Regions from separate parts of the Rattus norvegicus genome. Here region 1 is linked to region 2. A link is a contact called in public Hi-C data. All regions are on one chromosome and are shown on one strand. Each heading gives the region's core, a stretch centred on a gene start, on an enhancer-like site or on the middle of the called end of the contact. The rest is flanking DNA. Distances are from core to core; before and after follow the strand shown. Region 1 has its middle 110 kb from the start of Mreg. Region 2 has its middle 150 kb from the start of Fn1.

What was found. Hi-C and Micro-C count contacts between places; a contact is called where the count stands out from the background.
Region 1: a Hi-C map of the A7r5 cell line shows a contact between it and region 2, with 3 times the contacts expected there. The contact joins two enhancer-like sites. A contact is called at or near these places in 3 of 12 Hi-C or Micro-C datasets (the A7r5 cell line, the Rat2 cell line and liver).

What each region holds. Positions count from the first base shown.
Region 1 is chr9:81,181,547-81,188,163 of GRCr8, reverse strand. No RefSeq gene overlaps it. Among named protein-coding and RNA genes, the nearest start is that of Mreg, 110 kb to the left of the region's middle. Within about 2 kb of position 1,318, at least 3 of the 93 cell types and tissues checked have an H3K27ac peak or open chromatin away from gene starts, as enhancers often do. A contact at or near this core is called in the A7r5 cell line, where this site is marked.
Region 2 is chr9:80,864,541-80,870,797 of GRCr8, reverse strand. No RefSeq gene overlaps it. Among named protein-coding and RNA genes, the nearest start is that of Fn1, 150 kb to the right of the region's middle. Within about 2 kb of position 2,622, at least 9 of the 93 cell types and tissues checked have an H3K27ac peak or open chromatin away from gene starts, as enhancers often do. A contact at or near this core is called in the A7r5 cell line, where this site is marked.

The DNA of each region.
Region 1 (6,617 bases), core at 69-2,568, 320 kb before region 2:
TTCTCCTCCTCGCTGGATTGTAGTCTTTGTTCTGGGAGAAAAAAAAATCCCATGAGGATAGAATTCTGGTCTTGTTGATCTGGGTTCAAGCTCCCTGGTCCCTGGTGAGCTCTTCTCACATCTTCTCTGTTCTGCCACTCCACTCCACAGAAATGTACATCTGGTCCTGAAGAGATTACTTAGCAAAGAGATTGAGAATCACAGAAAAAGGTTAATGGAGTAACACTGCTTCTTCCTTTATAACATGGATGTCGTTGGCCCTGGGCTAGAAGCCACATGAGCCCCAGGCCTCTGTTGCTTTGGGTGAATAGGAAGCTTCAAGCTCTCATGTGTCCACTGTAGACAGGTGAGACTAAGGAATAAGAACTGGTTTGACTCACACTGCCTGTCTCAGATAGTTCCTCTGTTAGCTACTCTGGGGTCACTAAGCGTCTGTAAAGTACCAGTAGAAAGGGATTCTGGTCAACCCAAGCAGAAGTCAATTTGATGAAATATTTAGAAGTAGCTGAAACAACTATACTCTATGTGTTTTAAAATCTGGACATAAATGAATTCATCACCTTGGGATAACAGTGTGAGATAGTTTCCATTATTATCTCGTAGGTAAAAGAGCTAAACTAATCAAATTCCCCTGACACATGCAATTTGACCTCTGAAAACTGCTTAACTGTTACTATGGAAGTCAGTCATGATGATATTGTCAACCCCGGTGCTAGGCAACATTGCTTATGGTGAGGCTGACACTTGATTGCAAATTGTTTCTATACCAGGAGCACACAAATCTGTGTTAGGAAGCTACAGTTTTGGGCTTTATTTAACTCTTGGAACTGGCAATGCCCTTATTGTGGGGGGACCTGTGCTTACAGATTAGTTGCAAGGACTGGCACTAGATCTTTGTGGAGAGTAGAAGGCACGAGGGTTATTAAGCCACAGGAATTCCTGGTTGGTATAAATTTTAACTCTTGAATCTTACTGTGTTGACCATGGCAAGGACTCCTATGTGGGAGAATATCTGATAAACTTCCAAATAAACTAATGCCAAAGGTGGAGTCTGTTGCTGTCTTGTGAGTTTGCCTATTGATTTGAGCCCAAGAGAGCAATGATGAGTATTGGATATTGCTTTTACCTGAGGCAGGGTGATGAAAACCTTCTGTAACTCATGGTCACGCGGATGACAAATGATAGAGCTGTATTCAACCTTGGGCACATTGCCTCCTAAACGGTTCACCAGGGCACAGCTTCCTGGAGGAATTTGCCCTAGATATTTTAGCTCATGGGTCCTTCAGCTCAGTGTGCAAATTCTTGGGGCCTTACAAACAACGAGTGCCACTGTTGCTGAGATCAGACAGGGCTTCAAGACAGATGACTAACGGACAGTAACCTCTCCATGTATTTCCTGTTTTGACTGCTGTTGTTATTATGAACATATATCACTATGGGGAGCTGCCAGGTGGCCAGATCTCACAAATTCCTCTGCCAGATGTTAAAGCACTCATTCATCTACTCTCTCTCTGCATCACCCATTTGACAGCATGTCGAGAAATCTGACAATGACATGACTTGGCAGTACGTCATGTGATGTGAGGCAGCAACCGTTGCAACTCCTAAGTGATGGAAGTCTTCAGTGGCTGGAGATGCTGGTGCAACTCATGGTGAACAATTAGAGATAACTGGGAGAGACTGAGGGGAAGGACTTTGGAGAAGCAAGAGTTTTCTAGGTCATAGAGACAGCTGGGGTTTGGTCACAAACAGGCTCTGGTTGTAGTAGAAATAATGGTTCGGGTGAAATTTGGGATAGGAGACAGAGCAAGATGACAGTATAGGCTGGGCGTGGGGAGTATTTAGAACCAGCTCTTGAGTCCCAGGTGGGATTGGCTGGAGAAGAGGGAGGGAAACTGAGTTTGCATTTACTGAGGACTTCAGGAGAAGCCACACAACTCCAAAAAATATGCCTGGATCACAGTAGATGGACAGTGACAGCTTGGGGCTTCTGGGATGGTCATGTGGTTCAAGTTCAAGATGGCTGGGGCCAGGGCAAGGGTCCTAACACTGGGTGTTTTAGAATCTACCTCTTCCCCATACACTAGCCCTTTATTTTGTTGGCTATGTTCTCTGGGTCTTCTTCCTGATCACCTCAAACTTGGGAATCTTTTCCCCTTTACTCTCAACTCCAATATTCCTAAGATTCACTGGTTCCCTGGTTAGCTAATAAATAAATTCACAGAACACTAACAGTAACACCGATTAGTGATGGAGATATTTATCTGCTTCAAAGAATATATTTTTATTTAGCCAAGCCACAGGAACAAAATGTGGGAATTTCAGATGTTTAGCCATTTCTACTGGATGATGGGAATAAGCAAGAGGATTTTTGTCTCAAGGAGAACAATGAAATCTGGTACTGTTAGGTTAGGGCCACCTTCAGAAAATGATGTTTTTTCTATAGGATCTTAACGCAGTAGGGAAGAATGACCAAGTGCTTTAGAATTCACAGTTTTCTGCCTTTCCTGTCTGCCGGAGATTCATATTTGGTTCATTGGAGTGTGGACTTTCCTGTATACAGCAAACAAACCAAGGCGGGGGTGGGAGTTGGGAGTGTGTGTGGGGGGAATATCGGGAAGAAGGACTTTCAATAGCCTCAGAAGCCAGACTAATTTGAGCTATACAGTGGGGAACTGGGGCAGAACAGGGGCTGAGGGGGTGGATGAACCGTACAGACTGGATGTCATGGAAAGGTTTTGGTCTATCTGTGAGGGCAGGGGGGATAGCAAGTGCTCAGGAAGCAGCTGTCGTTTGTGTGAAGAATATTGAGAATGGCAGAAATCAGAAGTAATGGATTTTTAAAAGATAACTTGGTGTGCATTAAATATGCACTCTGCCCCTTGGGCTTTTTCTTTAGAGCTTGGGTATAGATTTGAATTACTTTTGTAGTAATGTACTTATGTAGTTTTTGATGGACAGCTGTTCCTTTGGATGTGGATTCCATATTGCGATCCGACCATAAGGTTGTCTGGCACTCACAGGAAGAAGCAAATTACAAAATAGGCAATGGGAAATTACTCTTGAAGCCAGAATGGGTATCCTAGAGTCCCACTGTTTTACCCCTTGTCTCCTGAGATGCTGGCTCTGAACCCTGGGACTCTCAAGTGTCATTTGAGATTACTCTCTGGATATACACCCTCTGTCATCTTCCAACTCTGGGAGTCATACAATTCTAGCTTTGCTTCATTTTTAGTCACAAGCACTGACCACGGGAAAAGTAGACTCTTTCAGGTTTCACACCAGGTTGCTACATTTGGGAAAAGGTGCCTGTGGCCTTGAGCCACTCCCTACCCTGGGCCATGGGGTGTGGTTTTTGTGAATGGAGCCCAGTGTGGTTCTAGCAAGTCTAGGTAACATGACCCAGTCTGTGTCTTGCCTCAGAGTGGAAGTCTAGTTACATACCACAGACAGCCTCTTGGAAGAGCCTGCCCCAATTACCCAATATTTTCCTCTTGTCTCCAGACAAGACTTCTCATAAATCTGCCTGCAGTAACCAGCTGGAACTGGGTTTGAGGGTTGAAACCGGCTTATTCAGTGGGGGTCTGGAAATCGTGCAAACAACAAACCATTTGAAATGACTAGGGAGTAGCCTTGATTTCTCCGAGGGCAGACATGCAGAAGACACTGTGCACTGGAACAGACACTTGCCCCAAAGAAGCGAGAATAAGAGGGTCCCAGGTGTGGAGCCCCGTTGGGATACACAGTTCTGGCTTCTAGGATGTTGTGGTATCCCTTCCAACAGCTGGATGGGATTTGTGTGTTCCCATGTTTCCCGCTGTAGCGAACTGGAATGGCCTCTCCCTGAACATTTCCATGGCTTGGCTGAGAAGTCTAGTTTTACTATTAATACAGAAATCTTAATGAAAACATAACAAAACAAAAGGATTCATGATCAACTTTCTTTAAATCAAAAAAGCAACACATGGTATTCTAACATGTTTATACAACTAAGAAGTGCATGAGTCTAACTATTAGTTAGACTCTAGTTAGTTTCCACTACAATCTCCTGCCTTCCTCCCATGCCTGTTAAACTAGGTGTGCCTTTCAGGATGCTTTCTAAGAGAGCCCAATCTTCCATTTTGTTAGAAAGATATGAAGCATAGGCGCTGTTGTTTTAGATTTGGGGTAAACAAGCAGGTTTTGAGTGGTTTGGGTGGGTTAGGTCCTGGTAAGATAACGGAGCCAAAGTTCATCCTTTGCTTTGAGTCAATGCTTTTTCTAGCAAAACTGCTCCTGTCTTGTGTTTATACAACACACACACACACACACACACACACACACACACACACACACACACACACACACACACACACACACACATCTATTGTACTTTATCAGCCCAGGCCTCCTATGCTGATTCATAAATCTTTACAACAGATAGAGATAGACCCCTGGGCAAAGGGTTCAAGTCCCCAGCCATGTCCTCAATGTACAGTGCTTAGAATTTCCAACAACTCCCTAAGACATAGAATGACCTGTGTGTAGAGTGATGGGGAAAAGCAAACCTGGTAGAAATCCTTGACATGTCGACATCTCTTTTTTTCTTATGGGAATTTCCAAGAGTTCTGGAGGGAATATTTTAGTTTCTCTGTTGAATGTCAAGGGAGGTTGGGATAGAGATTGGCCATGAGATTGGGACTTGTTGGTTCGAGGCTCCATTTCTAAAAACACTGTGAAGATGGGGCAAAGCTGGTTATGAAAAGCACAGGGCCTGTGTAGCATCCATCAGAGATGAGAGTCTTTCTTCCTTTCCTTAGTTCTCCCTCCTTAACAACCACACTTTGACCACATTCTTATTAATGAGTGACAACATACATTCAACCAACAACCATTATGGCCTGCCTACTGTGTGCCAGGTATTCGTGTAGGAACTTAGCATATGTAAGTGGCCCAAACAAATATTCTTTCTTTTATAAAGCTTACAGTCAACAGCTTATAGTGATCCATTCCTTCCCTCAATAGCCTGTAAGTGAGGGAAAAACAGTTAAGTAGATTTTATAGTATGTGTTTTTTCTTTTGCTGAGACAGGCTTTCTCTGAGTAGCCCTGAAATGAATTCTGTGGACCAGACTCAGAGATTCACCTACCTCGGCTTCCCGAGTGCTGGCACTGAATGCGTGGGCTGCCATGCCCCGCTGACTTTTTAGTAGTTTCAATGGTGATAAGTGCTGTTGGCTCAGAGAAAGGATAAGAAAAGATATGAGTGAGGAGGGTGGTTTCTAGTGTGAGAAATAACATCATACTAAAGTCAAATCCAACTTGGTGGTGTATTAGTTAGCTTCTGTGAATGTGCATTGCAGGGGATGGCAGAAGACAGACAGAAAGACAGACACTGCTACTCCTAGCATGAGACCCCACTCCCCCATCAGCTGATTTTGTTGGATGCAAGGCAAGAATGAGTTCAGGTCCCAATACTGAATGGCCACTGAATGCCAGAAATGTAGTCACTCAAGAAGGAATAGGGAAGGTGGCTGGATCTACTCCATGGTTTCCTCTTCTAGCTGCCTCAGATTTCAGTCAGGATCCTTGCATGTTTTTATAGGATGTCCATACATTTCTACAGGATCCCCACATGTTTCTACAGGGAAAGAATTTGGCCAAGACTCTTACAGACAATTCTCTGTGTCCTAAAGAATTGATTCCAGGATTGATCACTCTGTTGACTACCCCCACCTACCCCCCCCAACTCTCTAGTTGGGGATTGGTTGGTCTCTTCCTTGCTTAATAATGGTCTCCTTTCTGCTTCTCAAAGATCTGTCTCAGTAGGACTAAGAAGAAGGGAGCTAACTGTTGGTTAGAAGAGACCAATCTCACTATCTGACTAGTTTGGGATCCTGATTCTTTTGCATTGTTTTGCTTTGGAGATGTATGGGTTCTGGGGTCCTCATACTTGCATGACAAACATTTTACCCACTTAGCCATCTTCCCAGCCCCATTTATTATTATTACTATTATTATTATTATTATTTAAAACAAAACGAGGTGAGAAGAGAGATCATGTGAGTGAGGGGAATTCCCAAGACAATTAAGGAAACAGGAAGACTAGCTGAATACCTGATATTATTGTAAAATTTCCCTCAACTTTTGGGGGTCTGGTGTGATTATATCTTAACAGTATAGTCTTTGTTTTCCATAAATACACCCTGAAATATTTACATATGAGATTATATCGATGACATGTAACAACTAGAATTTGCTTCAAAAATTACCATAAATAAATAAATAAATAATAAGTAAATTAAAATTATGAAAATAGAACTCATTATAAACTTATCATAATGAAATTTAATGATGGCTACCTTAGAGGTCAATAAATTATTTGTATGGCTTTAAGTATATCATGTATTTTTCTTAAAAAAACTAAAGGACTAAATCTCCTATACTCTGATGCCTGTTGTATTTTGTTTTCTGTAAGTTACTTTAAAATGTATGCATGCTTTTATTGGCTTGTTTCTGTAGGTAACTCTTTATTCTAATTATTTATTAAAAAATCAGTTAACATTCCAAGTGTGAAATTCAACAGAATTTATAAATCACCAAAGTGTAGACATGAAACCGTACTAAGTTAGTTGAGGA
Region 2 (6,257 bases), core at 1,373-3,872:
TAAAGCTCACACGCACCAGGAATTATCTTCCTTGCACAAAACTATCTGACAAATCTACAGGAGAAATAACTCCCCTTCCTTGCATTGAACAGAAATTACGTGCCCCTCCTTGCTCCTCCTCCACCCCGGCCTGCCCTCAACTTCCAAACTCCTGATCGGCCCTGAACTTCCCATTTTAAGCTTGTTGCTTTAATGAAACTTGTTTTGCAATTTTTCTTTTGTCTACTTTCATAAAGGGAGAACTTTCCAATTCTTCGCTTTAAAAGAATTGTTTCTCTGGCAGTGCTCACCCTTTCGCCTTTGCCGATTATAACTGAACAATTAAACTGACCTGAATTTGATTCATTAGAGATATTTTCCAACAGACCAAAGTACACATGGAAGCAAATCGATACAATTATCAACTAATGTAGGGACATTCAAATTTTATATGAACATTTTAGCAAATATAATCATTAGAGAAGTTTTACGTATCATCTACTTTAATAAGTAATATTGTTCCATTTTATTCTCTCTCCCCCTGCAACTCCATCTTTAAAAAGTATTTAGAGTGACTCTTAGACATCATCTCGTTCTGTTCATAAACTGTCTTGTCTGACCCATCCCCATGTATGCCTCAACCAATGGTAGACAGCCCCCTTTCAAACCACAATCACACCAACATTGCTCCTTAAAAAGTAATAATGGTTCCTTAAAATTCTCCAGCATAGATTCATTTTTCTCCCATTATTTCAAATATACACATTGGATGGTTGTTGACATGAGTGTCTATACGAGGGCCACACACTGCATTTCACCAGCATGCCTTTAAGAGTCCCATCTGTATTCTGTCCCTTTATTCTTCGTTGCCCATGCTATTGCAAGGTAAACTGAGGCAAGGAAGAAATTGTAATGGCTATACTTCAGTAAACAACAATTCTGGATGCAGGTAACTTGGAATGCTAAGTGGCTTGTGGGTTCCCACCAGGGAACATAGGACATCACTTTCTATTGCGTTACATCTGAGGGACAGAATATCTGGTTGTCCTACTTATAACAACATTGAGACTCACTAGTTGGTACTTGTGTATGTATGTGTGTGTAGTGTGTGTGTGTGAGTGTGTATGTATGTGTGAGTGTGTATGTGTGTGTGAGAGTGAGTATGTATGTGTGTGTGCATGTATGTGTGTGTGAATATGTGTGTGTGAGTGATTTTGTATGTGTGTGTGTGAGTGTGTGTGTGAGTGTGTGAGAGTGTGTGTGTGTGAGTGTGTCTGTGTGTGTGAGTGTGTGTGTGTGTGTGTACATGATGTGCATGTGGTATGAGTCTGTTGGTATGCAGATGTGCACAGAGGACAGAGGAAGACATCCACTGTTCTATCATTCTCTGCCTTATTGCTCTAAGACAGGGTCTCTCACTGAACTTGGAATTAGGCTGGAAGCCAGCAAGCTCCATCAGTCTCAGTTCCACCTCGTGTGATATTCTGGCTGCAAGTACATATGGCGGTGACTGGCTTTTTATGTACATGGTGGGGACCCAAATTCAGGTCTTCCTGCTTGCCCAGCAAGTACACCTACTCACCAAGCAATCTCATGTTTACAGTTTTTTTAACTTTATATTTTTAAAAGGTAGGAACTATATAAACTATATTTTTTAAAAAATAGGCCTTTTAACATCCCAAATTCAACAGTTGCTTTTCAATATAAGCCTCACCACTGAAAACAGTCATGTCTTTCAGTGTAGTGTGATCCTCAATCAAAATTTGAAACACCATTGAATTTCAAAGTATATGGGAATTTTGTCATATATAAATAAAGGACCCAGAAAAATAAATTCAGATTTTATCATAATCAGTCTTTTACAAAAAAAAAAACTGTTTTGGAAATGAAAATGCTCTCTGACTGTCACCATTTTGACTGAACATGTTCTGTTCAGATTGTTCAAAGGCAATACCATAAAATAACATATTTTAATATCACAGAAATGTTATATTTAAAATTTTCTTTAAATGAGTCTGGTAGCTCTCCCTGAATCTTCCTGAAGAACCTTCCCTTCCTCCCCCGTCTTTATCGGGAAGAGAAAGATTTACTCTGTAAAAATCAATATGTCGACCTGTTTGATTCATTTCCACTAAAAAGATTTGTCACTTCTCAGAAATGAAGATTAACATGTTTGTGGAGTAGCTAGGTGTTTTCAACAATGGAACATCCTGAGAACTGGGTCAGGGGCCAGAGTGGGGGTGTTCTTGATCTATTTTAAAACATTATGCAAAACAAAACTTAAGAAAATCGTTTTCAATAGTCTTGTTAGACTACTCCAAGCTAGATTGTTTTCAACTAAAACACCTTTTTTTAAAAGTCATAAAAAGAGACAAATGATTCTTGCATGAAAATTTATAGAGGATTTCACTTTCCACGGTTTTCATATTTGGTTTTGGATCAACTGTCTTACAAACCATCCATATCGCCCACACCAAGGGGAGAGCTCGACAGTCTTGTATGTAACTGATAGGCAGCAGGGAATTTTTTCGGGCAGCAATTGTAAGTTTTCCTTGACTGCCAACATCTGCTTGCTAACGCCTGCACACATCCCCAGAGTGCTGAGTTTTGTAAACATTGTTTGATGATGACATACTGAAAATTGCAAAAGTGTGTCTCTTTATCCACACCCAAAACCCTCTGAAGAACAGTTCATAGTTTTAGACTGTGGTCAGCAGGCTTTGGGGGAATTATTTGAGTTTCTTAACTCAAAATTAAATGGATCTTTTATTAAAAATAAATTCCTGAGCTATGCTTACAGGAAACGAGATGGCCACAAGCCACGAGGTCAATTCTGAAATAAAACGCTACAGAAATAAAGGTTGTTTCTTACCATTCTCCTGATAAGAACTGCTGCAAACTGAGAGGGGGTATGATTTCATAGAATTAAGCGTATGAATAACCTTGCAATGCATATATAAGTGGCCTGGAAACTATTCCTTTGACTTCTGTAGAATTGAAGACTCTACACTGCTCTACGGTGTAACATTCTGGCAAATCTCAACATTCTTTTTCACAGGCTAGAATGCAGAACTGAGCAATGATGAAAGGAACGCTGTAGTTCTGAGATTAAAGTTTAAACATGCAGTGAACGCCATCCTTCCAGCTAACTAAAATCTATAAGGCTGTCACCAGCAGAATCTAGGGGGATGATAGGAAAGGAAACCTTACCCAAGCTGGAGAAGCCTTTTCTAAGTCAAACACTTACAAAGCCATAGGGATTCATGAGACTGTGGTATTCACATTTACATTCAAGTCCCTCACAAATTAAATAGCAAAAACACAAAATAAAACAGTGAACCAGCTTTTTAATGGGAAGGAAGAAACAGTAGAGACAGAATGTGAAGAGAGGGAAACTGTGAACTTGTCGTGAGCACCATGCGTGTAGCATCTGTATATCCTGCCTGCTTCTTATTTTCTGCATCCAACTCCCTGTGCAAGAAGGACACCATGACCGGAAGGACCCAACATTTGTTTACTTGCAAATAGGACAAAAGCTATCATAGAATAATAAATAAAAAGGCTAAAATGAAAACGACAATGAGTTCCTTGTGTATTATACGATTGACAACCCTGCCTCCAAGAATAAGGCTGAAGAGCAACGGAGAATGGCTCCAGACATCGATATTGAACTCCACGTGCAAACAAACACATGCACACCTACACACGTGTGTGCCCATATACATGCAAACATTCATACATATGCCTACTCCACACATATACATGAAAATGGAGAACTTACTTTTAATTATAAGAAAGGAACTTAAGCTCCATGTAGACAAGGGTATTATCTTATCCCCGGCTGTGTCACTGACATCTACAATTTAGAGTAAGTTCTCTATAGCAAATAAAGCACTGATGAGCATTTTAAGTGATAAAAATGAGATAGTATACTTTCCCCCAACCTATCATTCAATTAATCCTTATGATTAGAAAAAGGTAACTTTTATTGGCCAGGAGACATTGGAATGCAGTTTAGGGAATGCTGACGTGATATTGAAAGTATATTAATTAAACAACGGAATGCTCCTTAAACAGAATAACTATGAACTAGTGACACCCAGTCTTCATTACACTGACCACAGATCAAGCAAATTGATTGTAGACAGGAGCTTTGTTTTTTCCCATTGTTCTGGTCTCTGGTAATTCCATGGGTGGTCCTCCTGGAGACAGTTTCTGAGACAGCTGAGTTACTCAGAATGCTGTGTGGATAACCAGTAGTCTAACATGGAGAAGATAGCTTATGATAATTGAGTGTGAACTTAGAACCTTTTAGAAAAGTCAACAAACAGAGTGTCAAATCACAGCCATCATTCCTTGTTCTTTAGCAACGTCTCCCAACCAACATTTGTCTGATGAAGCGTGGTCACTACACATTGGCCACCACTGGCTTTCTAGCTGCCTAGATGCTGATTGGATTCTAAAAATTCAGTACAGTCCTAAACAGGGAAAGTTGTATTTTTACAGCTCTTCAAGAACCATTCATCTACTCGACTAAACATTCTCCACAAACGCTAACTGCACTTGGTCGTCATTCCTTGTAAATGCAGAAATGATATTACTCAGGAGAACTGTAAAGTCAGTTTCTCTTTGCTGAATGAAAGCCATGTACTAGGGCTTTGTACTAAGGCTTCCTCTAAAGGGAAGGCTGTAGTGGTACTCTAATGGAATTTAGACATTTCAAGCACATCACTGACACTTGTCTTCTACTTCCAACATGCCACATGTTCCACAAGCAATGTCCTGCAATCCATCAAGGCGTCCCATTGGCCACAAATTGAATTCTTTTTGGCTACAGTTTTCACTGGTGAAGCAAGGCTTGCCACTCCTAACCTTTAAACCTTAGAGACATTTGGAGTTTGGAAGTGTATGGACGTCTTTACTCATCGGCCACACAGTGCAAAGGTCAAGCACTCCATGTCAGTTTGAAGTGAAAGAGCGCTCTGCGTGGCTAAACTCACTCAACCGGCCCCAACTGTATTTCAAGAAAATCGTAAGTCATGTTCAGGATCATCGTTTATATATGCTTGCAAAACCTAAAGGCAACCCTTAAAGAAGGAAAAACTAAAGACTATTCCTAAAACTGTATCATTTTGGTTAAAAGTGTTTTGATCAAGAGAGTATTTTAGAGTAATTTCATGAGATCCACGAATGCGCCTCCTGCTGGCTGGGTTTGGAGGTGGGCCACCTTAGGATGAAACTTTTCCTACCTGCCTCTGACCATCCTATCCCAAATATGACTGGCTTCTGTCTGATCTCAGAAGTTTATTTGTTTGTTTTGAGACAGGATTTCTCCGTATAGCTACCCTGGCTGTCCCGGAACTCACTCTGTAGACCAGAATGGCTTCAACTCACGGAGACCTGCCTGCCTCTGCCTTTGGAGTACCCCACTCCTTGCTTCTGATCTCAGAGGTTACGCAGGTCAGCACTGTTACTATTTGGACAGGAGAAATGTCTATTGATTCCAGTTGGAGAATCTTATTTCATTAAGTCTGTCTTTGTGTTATGGAATGCTGTTCTCCAGGCGTGGCATGGACGTTTACCTTCTGGAATACTTAGCAGTTGTAATTGCCAGCATGAGTCTTGTAGAAGATTGGGTCCATTGATTTCCTCATGGAAGAGGAAGAGCTGACAAAGCCTGTTTCTCCCTGACAGCATGTAAATGATTAGAGATAGCTGGAGAGGAGAGAATCCTCTTCACTGGTTTGACTGACTGTAAGTTTTCCATGCTCGGCTAAGCAACCCCTCACTCATGCTCCTGCAAGCTCAGTTGAATTCATCAGTTTACCAATTTAGACTTAAGTCATATTAAATTTTTTTGGTCTACTGTTATTGCTCTATCTTGGGTGAGTAGATATTTGTTCAAATCTCCAAGAAAATTAGTGCAACTTTTTGAATGCAAACTTACAGTAGATCCTTACTGTTAACTACAATAGTTCTTGCAACTTGGGTGACCCATTCTGGTCCTCAAACTGTTCTTAGGACTTTATGTAACCTACTTTACTTAAGTTTAACTTTCAGACCCTGATTATCTCGGGTCTCTGGCCATCCTCACTGACTTCTGTAACATGAATTTGTGCTAACCGTCTATTCTTGTTTTTCAATTCGGTTTACATTCTCCAGTTCATCTCCACAATCTCAAGGAGCCAATCATTCATGAGCTAAATGCTAATGAATCCTTCCTTTCCTTTCTTCTCATCTACACTACATCTCTTCAACACATAGTTTAAGACACTCGG